Regions from separate parts of the Urocitellus parryii genome. Here region 1 is linked to region 2. The links are chromatin contacts, called in public Hi-C maps. All regions are on one chromosome and are shown on one strand. Each heading gives the region's core, a stretch centred on a gene start, on an enhancer-like site or on the middle of the called end of the contact. The rest is flanking DNA. Distances are from core to core; before and after follow the strand shown.

What was found. A called contact is a pair of places that touch in the nucleus more often than the background predicts.
Region 1: a Hi-C map of muscle shows a contact between it and region 2, with 5 times the contacts expected there. The contact joins the promoter of Mrps23 here to the promoter of Srsf1 in region 2. A contact is called at or near these places in 2 of 2 Hi-C or Micro-C datasets (liver and muscle).

What each region holds. Positions count from the first base shown.
Region 1 is chr7:152,153,326-152,156,097 of mUroPar1.hap1, forward strand. It overlaps Mrps23 (mitochondrial ribosomal protein S23), which reads left to right and starts at 1,290. Exons shown (of 5, transcript XM_026407329.2): 1 at 1,290-1,434; 2 at 1,907-2,077. The coding sequence starts at 1,391.
Region 2 is chr7:152,013,676-152,016,375 of mUroPar1.hap1, forward strand. Srsf1 (serine and arginine rich splicing factor 1) reads left to right here and starts at 1,383. Exons shown (of 5, transcript XM_026407321.2): 1 at 1,383-2,088; 2 at 2,504-2,688. The coding sequence starts at 1,895.

The sequences.
Region 1 (2,772 bases), core at 40-2,539, 140 kb after region 2:
CTCAGGGGCCTCCCTTAGAGTGGGAGGACTTTGGGATGACTTATTGGTCTTTCTTGCTGACAAAGATATTGGGAGAGAGAGAGAGAGAGAGAGAGAGAGAGAGAGAGAGAGAGAGAGAGAGAGAGAGGTGATTCAAGACATTCATTGGATTAAAAAATTCACACATAAATTCAAACTCTTTACAAGTCAAACTCTAAGACATTCCTAAAGGAAAAAGTCTCTGTCCCCCTCTTTTAATTTTTTCCAAGACACCCAATGTTCACAGCCTGGTTGTGTCCTCTCAGAGTTTCTCTCCTCATATAAACACAAGCACACAGATGGATGTTTTCTTTTTCCTCTACCAGGTTGTAATCCCACTAAACCCCACGTGTTTCTGCAACTTCCTTTTTTATTTAATCATAAGCCACAAGAATTAATATAAATACATATGGATCTAGCTTTTTTTATTTCAATAGCTGCATAAGTGTCCATACAATTTATGAACCAAAGTTTTCCATCAACTTTCCATTTGACGATTTTTATTTTTGCCACTACAAAAATACCGTATTGATGATTTTTGTACAAACATCCAGATTAAGTATGCTTTAATTTCTAGGGAGTACTGAAGTCTGATAACTGAGCTACACACCCGACCACATATTTGTTAACAGTTTAACACGGAGAAGTTAGTTCCCCCGGATTTTCGAGTTTCCTTCCCAGAATGTGTTATGCTTGACACTTTCACTTTTCAGGTTCCGACAGATTGCAAGCCTGTGACGCCTCCAGCGGAGGACACACCCCGTGCAAGCAGCATCCCGGTTAGTGTGGACGCGGGCAGCACTGCAGGGAGGAAGGGTTAGGTGGCGTGCGCTGAATGAGGACTGGGGTCTAAGTAACCTGGGAAAGTGTCTGCCCGTCCCAGACTGGGTTTCTTTCTGCGTAGCCTGTCCCTCTGACCTAGAGTGGGCTCAGTCCGCCCTAGAGCTAATGATTTCGTCTCTTTATTATTCCATTGGGGGGCTTCTCATTCCTACTCTCCCCCACCATATTCCCTCTGCGCCCGAACTTCTGGTGGAAACCTGGCTCCGAAGGCCAGAAAAGGTAAAGCAAACACCATACTTAATCCCTCCCTGGATCGCTCATTTATTACTTCTACTCGTCTTTGGTTCGCTCCCTCTCTTTTTGGCTCCGCTATCGAGTGCTCCTGTCTGAACCTGGTGAGAGCCCCGAGCGCGCAGCTTCGGACCGTCTTTTGCTTCCGCCTGGCTCCGCCCCGCGGTTGGGGCCGTCGCGAAGGCTTTCGATCCTCTTTTCGGCCAGCAACTTCTGTCCCCTGTATCTGCCGTCGCCGGCGCAGGCGCCGCTTCCGGTTCCGGTAGTGGCCGGTCGTACTCTCTCCCAGGCTCGGGTCATGGCTGGGAGCCGGCTGGAAACCGTAGGAAGCGTCTTTTCGCGGTGCGTACTTGCAGCCGGGCTTGGGCAGAGGATGCGGACCTCTGCACGGGTCTCGGTGGGCCATCCCCGTCCTTGGATGGGCTTGAGCAGGGCGAGGTCCCTACACGAGAAGACAGAAAGTCTAAGTAAGGGGAAGCTCTAATAGCTGTCTCCTGGTTCGGAGTATTTTTAACTGACATTATAAACTGCCTCCCTTCCCAGTAGAGGTCTCTAGGAAGAGGAAGGGAGGAAGATCGAGGCTGATGGGCCTGACTGTACCGTCCTTGCATTTTCCGTGATGGACCCGGTGGGACGCGCGAAAGGGATTTAACCCCTGGGTGTTGCTGGGTTGATGTGGTATGTGGCAGTTCCTGTAGGTGGGGAACACCTGCCGCTTTGTCCTTCCCACCTTACATGCTGTGGACTGCCTGGTGCCTTAGGTCTTGGGCAGGCTGTTGTAATCTACTGACCTTGATTCTCTTCCCTCTCTAAGGACTCGGGATCTGCTTCGGGCTGGGGTATTGAAGGAGAAGCCCCTCTGGTATGACGTATACGAGGCCTTCCCACCGTTGAGGGAGCCGGTCTTCCAAAGACCCCGCTTGAGATATGGCAAAGCCAAAGCTCCCATTCAGGACATCTGGTACCACGAGGATCGGATAAGAGCGTGAGTGTGCAGCCTATGTGGTGATCAGAACACACCAGAAGTTAAAAAGGGAGGATTTAGGTAGCAGTCTGGTAACGAAAATAAGTTGTGGAGGTGATCTTGTATATCAAAGTCAAATTAGGGCATCAGCAGCCCTCCCTTCCCTATGGTGAGAAGAAACAGAAGTTCTTAGAAGTGGAACCTAGCAACTGACAGATCAATTGCAGTTGTAGCGGCCTGTTTTGTGCCAATTTGCTGTGCTCCAGACACAGCTAAACTCTTTTCAATTAGTTTCTTGTAGGCCTTACTCTATACCTGTAAGGTGGGTATTCTTATCTCCATTTTATCCAAGAGGACTGTGAGAGTCAAGGAGGTTAACTTCCTGTGGTTATACAGGAGGGCAGCAGCTCTGGGAATCGCATCTCTGAGAATCACATCTCTGACTCCAAGCTCATGTTGGTCATTGTGTCTGCTTCTCCGGGAGTGGAGATAGGGGATATGTGTGGTCTGTGGATCTAGTAGTTGGGATCTTTGAAGTCATTCAGAATGATGCTTAAAAGTCCAAGGGATTGGGGCGGGGGTGTGACTTAGTGGTAGAGTGCTTGGCGAGGCACTGGGTTCTATCTTGGCACCACATAAAAATAAACAAATAAAATAAAGGTATTATGTCCATCTACAACTGAAAATATATGTATTAAAAAAAAAGTCCAAGGGAT
Region 2 (2,700 bases), core at 133-2,632:
TTCCCTTCTTTACTATTACTTCTGGGATAACAATAGTCAAATTTGCAGTCCATCTCTATAGAGGAAGTCAAAAGATTTTAATAAATCCCCTCCACCCCATTTCCCCTTTCTCCTGATTTCTTCATCAAGTTTTAACTTTTTGTGTTATCTCTGTAAGCTGATTCACATGCTTGGGGAGACTGTCTGGCAGTTATAAGTAAATACCAATATGAAAAAAATCATCTTAAGGCGCAGATCTGTTTTAGTATACTTAAAATTACAGGACTTTATTTTTAATTTAATTAATTATATCAACATTTAAAAATCCCACAATTTCATGCACGAGGACCTGGGTCCAATCCCCAGCGCTGCACGAAACAAACACATAATTTCATATAAAATTCCACATTTCAGACGTTTCTGGAAGAAAGGCAAAGTTCTTATTTCCCTAAGCCAGAATGCAAACAAGATCACAGTTCTGTGCCATGGTAGCAGTTCTCAAACATCCATGTTGTTCATTTGAAAACTCTTGTATATAAGCTTCCTTCCTTCTTTCCCCACTCTCCCTCCTCCAGTCATACTGGGGCCAGGAGCACTTGGTGTACCACCAAGCTGTACCTTCAGCTCTTTTTTTATTTTTCGACACGGGGTCTCGCTACGTTGCGAGGCAGGCCTCGAACTTAGGATCTTTCTGCATCCCCTTGTATATAAGTTTTAGGGGAAAACTTTGAAAAAGGAATAAATTTCAGAATTCACACACACACACACCCTTTTCTTTCTGTGTTCTTTGAAAAGAGGAAGACAGGGGCTGGGGATGTGGCTCAAGCGGTAGCGTGGTCGCCTGGCATGCGTGCGGTCCGGTTCGATCCTCAGCTACATACAAACTAAGATGTTGTGTCCGCCAAAAAAAAAACTAAAAAATAAATATTAAAAATTCTCTCTCTCTCTCTAAAAAAAAAAAAAAAGAAAAGAAAAGAGGAAGACAGCAGGCACAACTCACTGGGCAAGCATTCACCAAGCTTCTCCTCTGCGATAGGAACAGCAACAGGCAATTAACGAGAAACAATTACCGAGAGAAGCAGGGTCTGGGGTCCTGAAGAGCGGTATGATTAGTTAGTGCCACCAGTGACTAATCAGGGTACGACCCACTGCCACTAGAAAGACGGCTGAACTGAGCCATATAAATTCTGAATCGAAGTTGGATCAGCGGTGTATTTTTTAAAGAAATCTAAACTGGACTCCTAAGTAACCACCACCTATTCGCAGAAAGCGCGGCAAGGAACGGCTCCGTTAGGGCTTTTGATGGAATCACTTACAACCCGGCTACTGGACTAGAAGAAACATCCGGAGATACCCTGGTTTCCGGAGCAACCGCCCGGTCCCTCCCCCTTTGGTCCCGCCCCCGGAGCCTTTCCCGCCAAAGGCCGTTAATGTCGCGAAGCATGGTGGGACGAGATTACAGGCTAGGTTTCACCTAGGCCTTTCCGAGAGCAGATTGGCTTTCAAAGAGGACCACTCCTGGGGAAACTGGCTTGCTTGAAGATCCGGCGGGGATTAATTACACCTTTCACGAGGCTTCTGTATATATTTTTCAACAAACGGCTGCTCAGTCCAATAACCAATCGCTCCGCAAGCCGGGAACGCGGGGGACTTTTTCCCCTTCGTGCGGAGGGTGACGTTGCGCGTGCGTGAGCGTATCGCCGATACCCGTTACGCTCTTGCGCGTGCGTATTGAGGTCGAATAGCTGCTTCCTCCCGCTTCTCTTCCTCCCTCCCCCCATATCCGTGCGCCGAGCTGATAAAGGCGCCATTTTGGAGGGGCCGCGGGAGACGTGGTGCCGCTGCGGGCTCGTTCTGCCGTGCGCTAGGCTTGGTGGGAAGGCCTGTTCTCGAGTCCGCGCTTTTCGTCGCCGCCATGTCGGGAGGTGGTGTAATTCGTGGTCCTGCAGGGAACAACGACTGCCGCATCTACGTGGGTAACTTACCTCCAGACATCCGGACCAAGGACATTGAGGACGTGTTTTACAAATACGGCGCTATCCGCGACATCGATCTCAAGAATCGCCGTGGAGGACCGCCCTTCGCCTTCGTTGAGTTCGAGGACCCGCGGTGAGGCAGCGTGGGGCTTGCAGCCTTGAGGAAATAGGTCGGAGTAGTTGGGGAAAGGCTCCGAGGCCTTAACATAATGGGAAAGGAGGGGCTTTTAGGCTGGGGCGACACGATATCGCCCCTGCAGAAGTCGAGCACGGAGCCGAGTCGGTGTGGTGTCCCTGGTGGCTGGGTGCCTTGGACGCCCCCAGAGCTCACGCGCAGGCCCGGAACGGGAAACTGAGGCGCCGAGGACTGTGTAGTGGTCGGGCGCCTAGCGTGTTTCTGGGTGGGGGAGGGGCCGGTCCTATTATGCAGCGCATGTGGGCTCTTCCACGGTGGGTGCGCATGTGCCGGGGTCCTCTCATTCTCCACCGAGGGAGTTTTTTTCCGCGGGTCTCTTTTCTCATCCTTTTTGCCTTCTGTGATCATGCAGGGATGCGGAAGACGCGGTATATGGTCGCGACGGCTATGATTACGATGGATACCGTCTGCGGGTGGAGTTTCCTCGAAGCGGCCGTGGTACAGGCCGAGGCGGCGGCGGTGGTGGAGGTGGCGGAGCTCCCCGAGGCCGCTATGGCCCCCCATCTAGGCGTTCTGAAAACAGAGTGGTTGTCTCTGGTGAGCTTATGT